Linked DNA regions of Zea mays: region 2 is linked to region 1. Evidence: chromatin contacts called from public Hi-C data. All regions are on one chromosome and are shown on one strand. The core of a region is the stretch at or near the end of the contact, and the rest is flanking DNA. Distances in the headings are between cores, read along the strand shown. Region 1 has its middle 36 kb from the start of LOC111590001. Region 2 holds the start of LOC103635692 (IQ-domain 25).

Evidence for each region. Hi-C and Micro-C count contacts between places; a contact is called where the count stands out from the background.
Region 2: a contact with region 1 is called in a Hi-C map of ear, with 4 times the contacts expected there. The contact joins the promoter of LOC103635692 here to the enhancer-like site in region 1. A contact is called at or near these places in 3 of 25 Hi-C or Micro-C datasets (ear, leaf and tassel).

The regions. Positions count from the first base shown.
Region 1 is chr8:110,923,751-110,929,547 of Zm-B73-REFERENCE-NAM-5.0, forward strand. No RefSeq gene overlaps it. Among protein-coding and RNA genes, the nearest start is that of LOC111590001, 36 kb to the left of the region's middle. Within about 2 kb of position 2,276, at least 17 of the 20 cell types and tissues checked have an H3K27ac peak or open chromatin away from gene starts, as enhancers often do. A contact at or near this core is called in ear, leaf and tassel, where this site is marked.
Region 2 is chr8:111,122,704-111,128,500 of Zm-B73-REFERENCE-NAM-5.0, forward strand. LOC103635692 (IQ-domain 25) reads left to right here and starts at 2,355. Exons shown (of 3, transcript XM_008658083.3): 1 at 2,355-3,743; 2 at 3,859-4,062; 3 at 4,158-5,315. The coding sequence starts at 3,291. The coding sequence ends at 4,910.

The DNA.
Region 1 (5,797 bases), core at 1,026-3,525:
CAATTGTGGCACTAAATCCATGCTCTGGTGTGACCTTGCGGCTTTAAATGAAGATGCCATAAACTTGCTTGTTGGGGTATTGGTTGACTTGGTTGTTAGTTGTCGTTTCACTACACGATGGTCTCCATCTATGGACTTGTTTTTTCCACGACTAACTTGTTGGCACAGGACATTCACCTCACTAGGTGCAGGAACATGGTCCTCCACCATGTGTTCACTGTTGTTACCATTAACATCCTCCCTACTACCATGTATTTCATCTTCATGGGACACATTGTTGTCACAAATATCATCGACATCCATGGCGCTGTCATTATCCATCACAATAATATGAGCAAAGTTACTAATAGTTGTAAACCATACTAAGTGGACTGTCATCGTTGGTAAAGCAACAACATTACCGAGCTGCACGACGGGGCCACGGATCGAGTGTTCGGGCGTGAGTTGCCTCTTGCTGCTGCTGACGAGCCCCCGCCGACGAGCCGACGATGGTGGCCGCCGAGGAGTGCCCGCTGTTGGGACCTGATGCGCCGGCGTGAGGCTGCTGCATTCTTGGACGCAGGGTCGACGGCGCCTAGAGCAGTGGACTGGAGCTAGGGTTGACGGCGCTCGGACGGCGCTCGGTCTGGCGGCGGCGCGGTGCGGTCGGCTGCCCGGCTCGGTGGCTGGCACCTGGGAGCAGGGAGCGAGGTGGCTGAGAGCAGGGAGCGAGACCTAGGAGCAGGGAGGGGCTGGGAGCAGGGAGCGATACCTGGGAGCAGGGAGCGCGGTGGCCGGTGAGAGCTCGGGCGGACGCGGCGCGGTGAGCAGGGAGCGAGGTGACCGAGCGGCGCCCGTCCGTGGTCCGTCCAGCGGCGGCGCGGTGAGCAGGGAGCTGACCGAGCTCGCCCGTCCGTGGTCCGTCCAGCGGCGCGACGAGCTCGGGCCTCGGGCGGACGGACGACGGGGAGTCGGGGATCGCCGGATGGGAGCTCGGGCTCGCCCGCTCGATCTGGCGTGAGGCTGTGTCGCGCAGCCGCGGTGACGGCGTCTGGCGGCTGGACGATGGAAGCCAACGCAGGTGGCCAGGACCCAGGTCCCAGGGTAGCAGCGACACGGCGCTCGGCTTGGAGGCCACAGGCCAAACGCCAAAGTGATTGGGCTGGCCGCTTGGGCCTGTTTATGTTTAATTCATTAATTGTTTATTAGGCTAAATATTACCGGGTACCCGGTAGCCGGGTACCCGTATCCGCCCGAGGCTGTCGGGTATTTACCGGGTACTGCTCGTCCCGTATCCGTCCCGTATCCGAGACGATTCTATCCGGGTAGTACCCGTATCCGTCCCGGATATAAAATTACCCGTATCCGTATCCGAAAAAACGTCCCGAATTAGTATCCGTATCCGGTACCCGGTCCGGGTACCCGACCCGTTTTCATCCCTACTTGCGGCAGACTCGGACCTTGCAGGCCGCACCGTATGCCGCTATTGCATGGTGGAACGGCTACATGTGGCGTGCTGGACCGGGTCAGACGGCCACCCCTGCCTTTCCTCTCTCGCACGTCGCCCCTAGCGCAGTCTTAGACAGCTCGGCCTAGAGATGGCAATGGGTAAAAACCCGCTGGGTATTACTTGCCCAAACCCGTACCCGCGAAGAAAAAATACGCCCGCTAAAAAACCCATACCCATGACGGGTATAAAATTTTGCCCAAACCCGTACCCATGTGGGTTTCGGGTACCCAACGGGTTTCCCATACCCACTAACATCAACATAAAAAATAATTCATCATGTAAATAACAATCAATACATTAATAAGCTAGCATAAAAGGAACAAGTGATAACTAATTTTAGCCTAAAATTTGTTACATGAAGTTTATTTCAATTAGAACATATTCAATTAATAATATTATGAGACATATTTATAAGGAGTGTTGATTTTAAGGCGGGTTTTAAAAACCCATGGGTTTGCGGGTATGGGTAGTGGAAGAACAAACCCATGCCCACGTACCCGTTGGGTTTCGATTTGAACCCATTAACAAACCCATGGGTAGAGAAATTGACCCAAACCCATACCCTAATAGAGCAAAAACCCACCGGGTTTCGGGTAGCGGGTACCCATTGCCATCTCTAGCTCGCCCCGGTGCAATTCTTCTGGCATGGTGCGAGAGTTTCCAGTGAGGCGGGGTTTCGGTGCAAGCGCTGCTGGCGTAGGCGCGGGCGTGCAGGTCGTGGGTGGCCATGCGGCGACCAACATCCTGACGCTGCTATCTAAGGTGTGGCCCAAGAAGGTCGAGGAGCTCACCGCCAGGGTCCACAACACCAGCACCACCGGTGGTGGAGGCCAAGGTCGGCGTCGGGTCCGCCACGCTACACGGTTCCTCGAGGCGTCCCTACGCAGCCTCGACGGCCACGACGACGTGTACGAGTGCGCGGGTGAGCGGTCACAGGGGTGCTAGATTCTTTTTCAACGAACATATCAACAACATCTCATACCGCTTGATTACGTAGAGGAATCGAAACCTGTCGCGTAGGACAGTTCGGCAAGGCCGGAGGACCTGCCGGCGTGGTGGAGAGTCGGTGCCGATCAGATCCACAACAACGTCGAGGTAGAGCGTGCTGATAACGTGTTGAGAACTACGTTACCACGGATCACCAGATCCGCACCCTTTCCTCCCGTCAGCAGATTAGGCGCGAGAAGTAGTGGAAGACTTGTATCCCTTCACAGAAGCATGACAGAGGAAACACACGAGACACGATGTAGGGTTGGGCCTTTGGCCTCTTTCTCTTCTCTGTCATATGAAGGGGTGTACATGTTGCTTATATAGAGATATGAGACTACTTAGGGATAAAACAGATATTTGCCCACATAACCCTAACTAGGGTTACTTAACAAAAGTAAGCACACAATCCAACTTACCCATGGAAACAAAAAGAAAAAGCCCATGAGTTACAGCCCGCAAATCTTCGCGTCCGACCTCTCGGCGGCGAGTACGGTGCCGACCCTTGCTCGCATGCGTTGGTTTTATTAGGTGGGCTTTTCTTTAGTGGGCCCTTTTATCATCTCAGAAAGCGAACCGTTATTTAGACTGGTATGTATAGGACATTAGGACTTGAGCTACGTCCTCGAGTCCAGCCATCATCCACAAAGGATGCGTCGTTGTCCAAGAACATTTTTTTTTCTCTTTCCGTTTTTATGTTTTCTCTTCTTTTTTCTTTAGATTTTCATCTTCTTCATTCTTCCTTTTTATGTTTTCATCTATTAATATTTTTTCTTTATCTCGTATGCTACATGTATTATTCTCTATTCTTGTTTTTTCATTTTCTCTATGTTTGTTTTGATTTCAAATTTTTGCAACATTTAATAGACGTTTTATTAATGGGAATGGTCTTATGATGTTATGGTGCTATTCGGTTGAAACTTTTCTGATTTATTTATTACTCAATAATATTCCGTACTGATATTACATATTGTATCTATTAAATAAGAGGTGATTCATTATCTTGTTCTTGTTCTTGTGGTGCGTTTGATTGGTTTATATTGTATTCTTTCTAAAAAAGTATTAATGTTTCACAGATATTATGTTGTGCAATGTTTTTATAATACCCGTGAGATGTTCTACAGTTTGTATTGAATTGTTTATGTAGTATACGTGTGATGATCTACAGTATATATTGGTATTCTCTTGTACTACAAACGAGATATTTTACAATTATCTCTAAGTATTCGCACAATATAAGGCCCTGTTTGGGAACAAAGTTTTTGGAAACCACGGTTTTTGAAATACTACAATATACTTTAGTCATGACAATACCACAGTTTAAACTACTACAGTTTTAGAATACCACAGTATTGAATACATAGATGTGTGGAAACAAAGTATTTTTTTGCACGCGGGAGAGATGCGCGCGCTGCGTTTTACAGAGAAAACTGAGGTATAAACCTAAGTTTAGAATAATTCAAAAGAGCTGCAGCATTTGTAATACTTTAGTTTTGAAAACAGAGATTTTAGCTGGCTTGCCAAACACATTTTGATATATAATACTACAGTTTTTGAGAATACTGCAGTATTCTTCCAAAACTTTGAAAAAACTTCACTCTCAAACACCCCCTAAGTGATTCTTCTATAGCATACTTCATGCTATTTAAATAGGTATTCATGTGATGTTCCTTTTGATATTCTTATATTTTGTGTACTAGCAATAGAGCATAAGGCTGGAGCTGGTTGGCGCAGCCTAGGCCCTAGGGTGCTGACCTTGTGGGACCTTAAGCATGTCCATTATGCCACCAATAGATGAGGGGAAAAATTCTCTGCAGTCAGCCGGCGGTAGAGATGTAGGCCTGCAGTTCTTTCAATTCATGATACGCACGATCGAAGCAGATAAAAAAAGTAAAGCCAGTAATTCACTCGATCATTAGTAGATGAACATGTATCATAAACCAAAAGAAATTTTCAGGGCTACTTATCTACAGTTGGCTGTAGAGATTTTATTTTATTTTTCCATGGATAACATATGGGCCAGGCCATCAGGACTGGCTAAACATGGGCTCGAAAATGCAGGGTCCAGTCCCATGTTGGGCTGGCTCGATAAGCACATGCCCTACAAGCTAAGCTAGGCCGAGCTATCGACTTTTGTGTGTGCGTTTATAATGATAAACAAATATACGATATATGTGAACGATTGCATTATATACTATCTTAAAGAAAAGGAGAATCAGCAACTGGCCGAACAATATCATTTATCACGAGTATATATGGCGAGGTTACCGCGGAACGCATATGCAAGAATTACCGGATATAAGAGCCCAGTTTGAAGCAGAAGATGAAAAGTCTTGAATTATTGATAATAACTAGCAAACGTGCTATATGATGGAACTTAATACGTCGTAAAATATAGAAGACAAAACTTTCGAAACTTAGATCATTACTAGCGAACATGGTGCGCAATGAATTCTAATATATTTTAAAATTAAATACCACAGTTAAACACGAGTTATTCTAATTCGTATGAGCACGGATCTTACACTTTGCTTTTTAAAATTAAATAGAGGTTTGAGACTATTTCCACTATTCGAATTATAAAATATTTTATTGTTTTGAGAATTTCTATGGTTTTTGTTTTTTTCTATTACGTCTATTCTCTATTATATTTAAGTGCACGACGCAGAAATGGTGAGCTCGGTGGGGAGCTGGGTACAACCGTCCACTATGTTGAAAACTACGTTACCACGGATCACCAGATCCGCTCCCTTCCCTCCCGTCAGCAGTAGAGGCGCAAGAAGATGTAGAGAACTCGTCTCCCTTCCCATAAGCACGACAGAGGAAACACACGAGACACTGGATATAGGGTTGGGCCTCTGGCCTCTTTCTAATCTCTGTCATATGAAGGGGTGTACAAGTTCCTTATATAGAGATGTGAGACCCCTTAGGGGCAAAGCCGGTATTTGCCCACATAACCCTAACTAGGGTTACTTAACACTCCCCCTTAGACGAATACCGCGACCAACACATGACTCTTTAAAACTCCCAAAAACCCAGTGGGAAAAATATGGAGAAAGAGTACATGGTGACGCAAATTGCATTTGCACTTTGTTGCCTCATTAAAAACCTTATGTGAGAAACTTCAGAAAAACTCACTAAGGAAAAAAGAGTACAACAAATGTCATCAGAACAAATTTCGATCTTCTGGATCAGGATTCCATCGAATCTTCTACAAGGGCTAAATTTAGAAATGTGCTCCCCCTGATCCTTGGAAAAATGTATCAATATGGCACAACATCTTCTTCTGGAAGTATACACACATAGAGATTTAGCAAACGG
Region 2 (5,797 bases), core at 1,105-3,604, 200 kb after region 1:
CATTACTTATTTGGCGGGGCGAGCCAGATGGGACGCCGGTCTTGTTCCCTGTAGCCTGAGTCAGCTTGGGGTAGGGTAATGATGGCGCCTCCTGTGACGTGGTCGGTCCGAGCCCTAGGTTGGGCGAGGTGGAGGCTCCTTCGAGGTCGAGGTCGAGTCTGTCTTCCAAGGCCGAGGTCGAGTCCGAGCCCCTGGGTCGGGCGAGGCGGAGACCGTCGGCTGAGGCCAGGGCTGAGTCCGAGCCCTGGGGTCGGGCGAAGCGGAGTTCGTCGTCTTCCGGGGCTGAGCCCGAGTCCGAGCCCTAGGGTCGGGCGAAGCGGAGTTCGTCGTCTTCCGGGGCTGAGCCCGAGTCCGAGCCCTAGGGTCGGGCGAAGCGGAGTTCGTCGTCTTCCGGGGCTGAGCCCGAGTCCGAGCCCTGGGGTCGGGCGAAGCGGAGTTCGTCGTCTTCCGGGGCTGAGCCCGAGTCCGAGCCCTGGGGTCGGGCGAAGCGGAGTTCGTCGTCTTCTGGGGCTGAGCCCGAGTCCGAGCCCTAGGGTCGGGCGAAGCGGAGTTTCCTATGGCGCCTGGGGCCGGGCTTGGCTGCTGTCAGCCTCACTCTGTCGTGTGGCACAGCAGTCGGAGCGGCGCAGGCGGCGTTGTCCTCTTGTCAGGCTGGTCAGTGGAGCGGCGAAGTGACTACGGTCACTTCGGCTCTGTCAACTTGGAGGACGCGCGTCAGGATAAAGGTGTCAGACCACCTTTGCATTAAATGCCCCTGCGATTTGGTCGGTTGGCGTGGCGATTTGGCCAAGGTTGCTTCTTGGTGAAGACTGGGCCTCGGGCGAGCCGAAGGTGCGTTCGTTGCCGTAGGGGGTCCTCGGGCGAGACGTAAACCCTCCGGGGTCGGCTGCCCTTGCCCGAGGCTGGGCTCGGGCGAGGTGTGATCGCGTCCCTTGAATGGACCGATCCTTGACTTAATTGCACCCATCAGGCCTTTGCAGCTTTGTGCTGATGGGGGTTACCAGCTGAGATTTAGGAGCCTTAAGGGTACCCCTAATTATGGTCCCCGACACTAACTAACACTATCAAACTAATGCCTAACTAATTACTAACCTCATCTACTAACGTACTAATTCCTAGATACTGAATAAGTAATAGTTAAGTAATAACTACTTATTGACTAATAACTATATACTAACTATTAAATGACCACATTAAACAAAATTACATAATCTATGAATAATGTAAGAAAAAAGGTATATATGAGATCACAGATGAGTCAAGCTACCGGTAGAGAACGTCGATTCGGACGGATTCCTATCTACAAAAAAACATAGTAGTCTCACTATAAATTTCGGCAACACCTCCCCTATACGGTGGGGGTGTAAAGAAACAACAACACGATGGTTATAATTCACACTCACCAACAAGTAATTATACTAACTCACTATAACTAGGTAACTAACTATAACAAATTTGCTAAAAGTTGTTTTGCTTATAACTAACTATAACAAATTGGCTAAGTAACTAACTAAGTAACTATAACTAAGTAACTAACTATAACAAATTTGCTAACTTACTAACTATAACTAAGTAACTAAAAAATAAAAATTGGAAAAATACATGCCGGAGCTGGGCGATGCGGCAGAGGGCCGGGCGCGGTGGCAGGGTGGCTGGGCAACAGGGCGACCTCGCTGGGTGGCAAGGCTGCGAGGCGAAACGGTGGCGGGCGCTTCGGTAGCGGGGCGGCTCGGCGGGAGAGAGAACGACGCACGGGGAGAAGGAGAATGGTGTGCAGGGAGAGAGAACGGCTGCCTAGTTTACTTCCGAGCTCGGCGCCAAGATATGTGGCGTCGAGCTTAGGGACACGGTGGCGGCTAGTTAAGCTCTACCATGCTAACATGGTTGATACCTCGGCTTCACAATATGTGACGCCAAAAAGTGTTACATTGACGTTATAGCCTGTGGCGCTGAGAAGAGGGTTCGTTCGTGAGCCTAAACGTGATTTGTTTTCGAAAAAATTCTAAAATACAAAAAAACGGGAAGATATACCCTATCCGGTCCTCCGTCTTTCTCGCTACGCCCTGCGACAGCCGACAGCGACAGCTTGGCTAGCTCGGATTCGGATCGGATCGGATTCGATCCGATCGTGCATGCACGGAGCGGTGATAGTGGTACGGTGGTGGCTCCTGCAGGTCAAGGTGCTATACGCCGCTCACGGGAGTGGCCCGCAGGCTGGTGGTCTCGTCGTCGTACCCGTCGTCGCATGCAGCATGGAGCTCAGAAAGCGCCACCACCCATCGTGGGTGATCAGTGAGTGAGGTGGTGAGATCGAAAGCTGATCGATCGATTGATTCCGATCGATCTCGCGTCCATGTCCCGCCGACGCGCGCGGCCCCGCCCTTCGCAGGCTCCTCAGCTCGCACCAGCTAGCTAGCCGCCGGCGAGTCCCTTGGTTCATCTCGGGGGTCGGTGTGGTCACTCATTTCCAAAAGCTCGCTCGCTCGCTCGCTCTTCCTCTCCTCATCACGAGTCTTTTGAAAACTATACTACTACTTGCATGGATCGGCGCGTACTGTGCATCAGGATCATGCTCGCGTAGACGCCTTGGCCCATTCCATGGCCGTATGTCCCTACCCTCTCGTACGTACGTCCCATGTGCATTACCTCCCTCCCCCCAACTTGGTTCTGCCGGGGGCACCACGTACTCCGACTGTGCAACTCTGAGATCGCACTCTGTTGATCTGTTCCGGCGGTCAGGCATGCTGGTCTTCTTGGTTCCAAAGATGCGGCGGTCTAGACGTCCACTACTCCTGTTGCTCCCAAACTGGTCGTCCTCCTCTTCGTTCTCACACCCCTTTCTCGTTTGCGTCTTTTTGGGCTGACGCTGTCCCTTTTCGAACCTCGAGTCCCCCAAACAAATCTCTCTCCGTCTCTCGCTCTTCACGCTACTCCCAAACTCTAGTAATATAATATTTTTGATGATGCCATCCGTTTCCGTTTTTTTAATTTTATTAATGGCGAGGAGAGAGAGACCACAGATCACAGAGAGCTCCATGCTTCGCTTTGTCCGCTAATGCTAATGGGGATGGCCGCTCACCTTGCCGCCGTGGTGTGGCGTCGTCTCGGTCTCGGTCCCCTACTCCTTTTTATTTCCAGCCCGCGGCCTCTCGCACGCTTCTCCAGTTCTCCTCCCGTTTTCCCTCTCTTATTCAAAAGAAACCCCACCACCTCTAACCGTAAACCGCTGTGTATCCCGTCCCGTCCCGTCTCTCGCTCGGCCAGCAGGCCACCAACTGCCAGGTCCGGCGATGGGCAAGGCGGCGCGCTGGTTCCGCAGCTTCCTGGGCAAGAAAGAGCAGCGGCCCACCAAGGACCAGCGGCGGCTGCAGCAGCAGGACGACCAGGCTCCTCCGCTTCCGCCGCCAAGCGCCAAGCGCTGGAGCTTCGGTAGGTCGTCGCGGGACTCGGCGGCGGCCGCGGTCGTCTCGGCCGGCGCGGGCAACGCGGCGATCGCGCGCGCCGCCGAGGCCGCGTGGCTCAGGTCCGCCGCGTGCGCCGAGACGCACCGGGACCGGGACCAGGACCAGGACCAGAGCAAGCACGCCATCGCCGTGGCCGCCGCCACCGCCGCCGCGGCGGACGCGGCGGTGGCGGCGGCGCAGGCGGCAGTCGCCGTTGTGCGCCTCACCAGCAAGGGACGCGCGCCGCTCTTCGCCGTCGCCGCCGCCGTCAGGATCCAGACGGCGTTCCGAGGATTCTTGGTAAGCGGCAAGGCAACCTTTTTTTTTTCCTTTCCTCATTATCCGCACCCTGTGATGGAATCGAATCCAACAGTGTTCTGTTGCTGCCCTGCCGCGGTGTGTTCCTTCTACGCAGGCCAAGAAGGCGTTGCGCGCGCTCAAGGCGCTCGTGAAGCTGCAGGCGCTGGTGCGCGGCTACCTCGTGCGCAGGCAGGCGGCCGCCACGCTGCAGAGCATGCAGGCTCTCGTCCGCGCGCAGGCCACCGTGCGCGCGAGACGAGCCGGCGCCGCCGCCCTCCCGCACCTCCACCACCTGCCCGGCCGCCCGCGCTACTCGATGGTACGGACACGCCATTCTCTACTCGTCCGTACGCACATGCTCACTCTCGTACATATCCTCGCTGTTTCTTGACGTAACACCCGTCCGGCGCGCAGCAAGAGCGGTGCGCGGACGACGCGCGGATCGAGCACGGGGTGGCGGCGCACAGCAGCCGGCGGCTGTCGGCGAGCGTGGAGTCCTCGTCGTACGGCTACGACCGGAGTCCCAAGATCGTGGAGGTGGACCCCGGCCGCCCCAAGTCGCGGTCGTCCTCGCGCCGCTCGAGCGCCCCGCTGCTCGACGCCGGCAGCTGCTGCGGCGAGGAGTGGTGCGCCAGCGCCAACCCCGCGTCCTCGCCGCTGCCGTGCTACCTGTCCGCCGGGCCGCCGACGCGCATCGCCGTGCCGACCTCGCGCCAGTTCCCGGACTACGACTGGTGCGCGCTGGAGAAGGCCCGGCCGGCCACGGCGCAGAGCACGCCGCGGTGCCTGCTGCAGGCGCACGCGCCGGCCACCCCGACCAAGTCCGTCGTCGCGGGCCACTCGCCGTCGCTTAACGGGTGCCCGAACTACATGTCGAGCACGCAGGCGTCGGAGGCCAAGGCGCGGTCTCAGAGCGCGCCGAAGCAGCGGCCCGAGCTCGCCTGCTGCTGCGGCGGAGCGCGCAAGCGGGTGCCGCTCAGCGAGGTGGTTCTCGTGGATTCCTCCCGCGCCAGCCTGAGCGGCGTCGTGGGCATGCAGCGCGGGTGCAGCACCGGGGCGCAGGAGGCGTTCAGCTTCCGGACGGCCGTCGTTGGTCGCATAGACCGCTCGTTGGAGGTTGCCGGCGGCGAGAACGACCGGCTGGCCTTGTTGCAGAGGAGGTGGTGACTGGCGAGGACCGATCAGCAAGCTCCACTGGAAATGCCAACAAGACGACGAGACCTTTGGAAGGGTAATTAGCAATAAGAATGCGTTTTCATGTGTTCTTGCGAGTTCTCGTCTTTTTTTTTCTTCTTTTTCTTGGTTTTTACAATCTGATCAATCATGCGACTGGTGTTTCTTTTATTTGTTATCAGTGCTCAACAAGTGTACGAGGAAAATTTGATTCATACTGCACTTGGCATGTAAAGCCTTGCTCTTATTAATGCTGTTCTTGGATTGTGTCCTTAATGATTTTCTTTGTTAGTTCACAGCATTAAGTGAACTGAACTGTTACTGTAATTGTGGACGCATCCAATCAGACTTGTTCAATTAGAAGGGGATTAAAGAAGATAAAATGTGTTAACTGTTAAATCTCTTGCTCAAAATCCCTTCGGGTCTTCGTGCCTTAAATCAGCAAAGCTAGCAGTGGATACCAATCATAGGACACTGCTCACTATATGGATGAACTGTAAATTCATTTCGCATGGACCTTCATGTTACATAGACGAATAACCTGTACAGTCATTTCCTACCCAATATGTCAGAGACAAACAACCTGTACATCATAATTTAAATGGCTCTAATCTGTTAATCTTCATTTTAATTATCTCAATACGTGCACGAGTGGTGTACGCTTTAGATGCCTTTAAAATAGGTAGGGCTGGTAACGAGTCGAGCTCGGTTTGGTGTGGTTCGCTAGCTAACCGAGTTCGGCTCATCCACTCAATAAGCTGCACAAGGAGGCTCGACTCGGCTCGATGTCAGATCGTGGGCCGGCTCGGCTCACGAGTTGTATCTTGATGAATAATATTGTATTATATAGTGAATCAGTAGTATCTAAATATGAAATATAG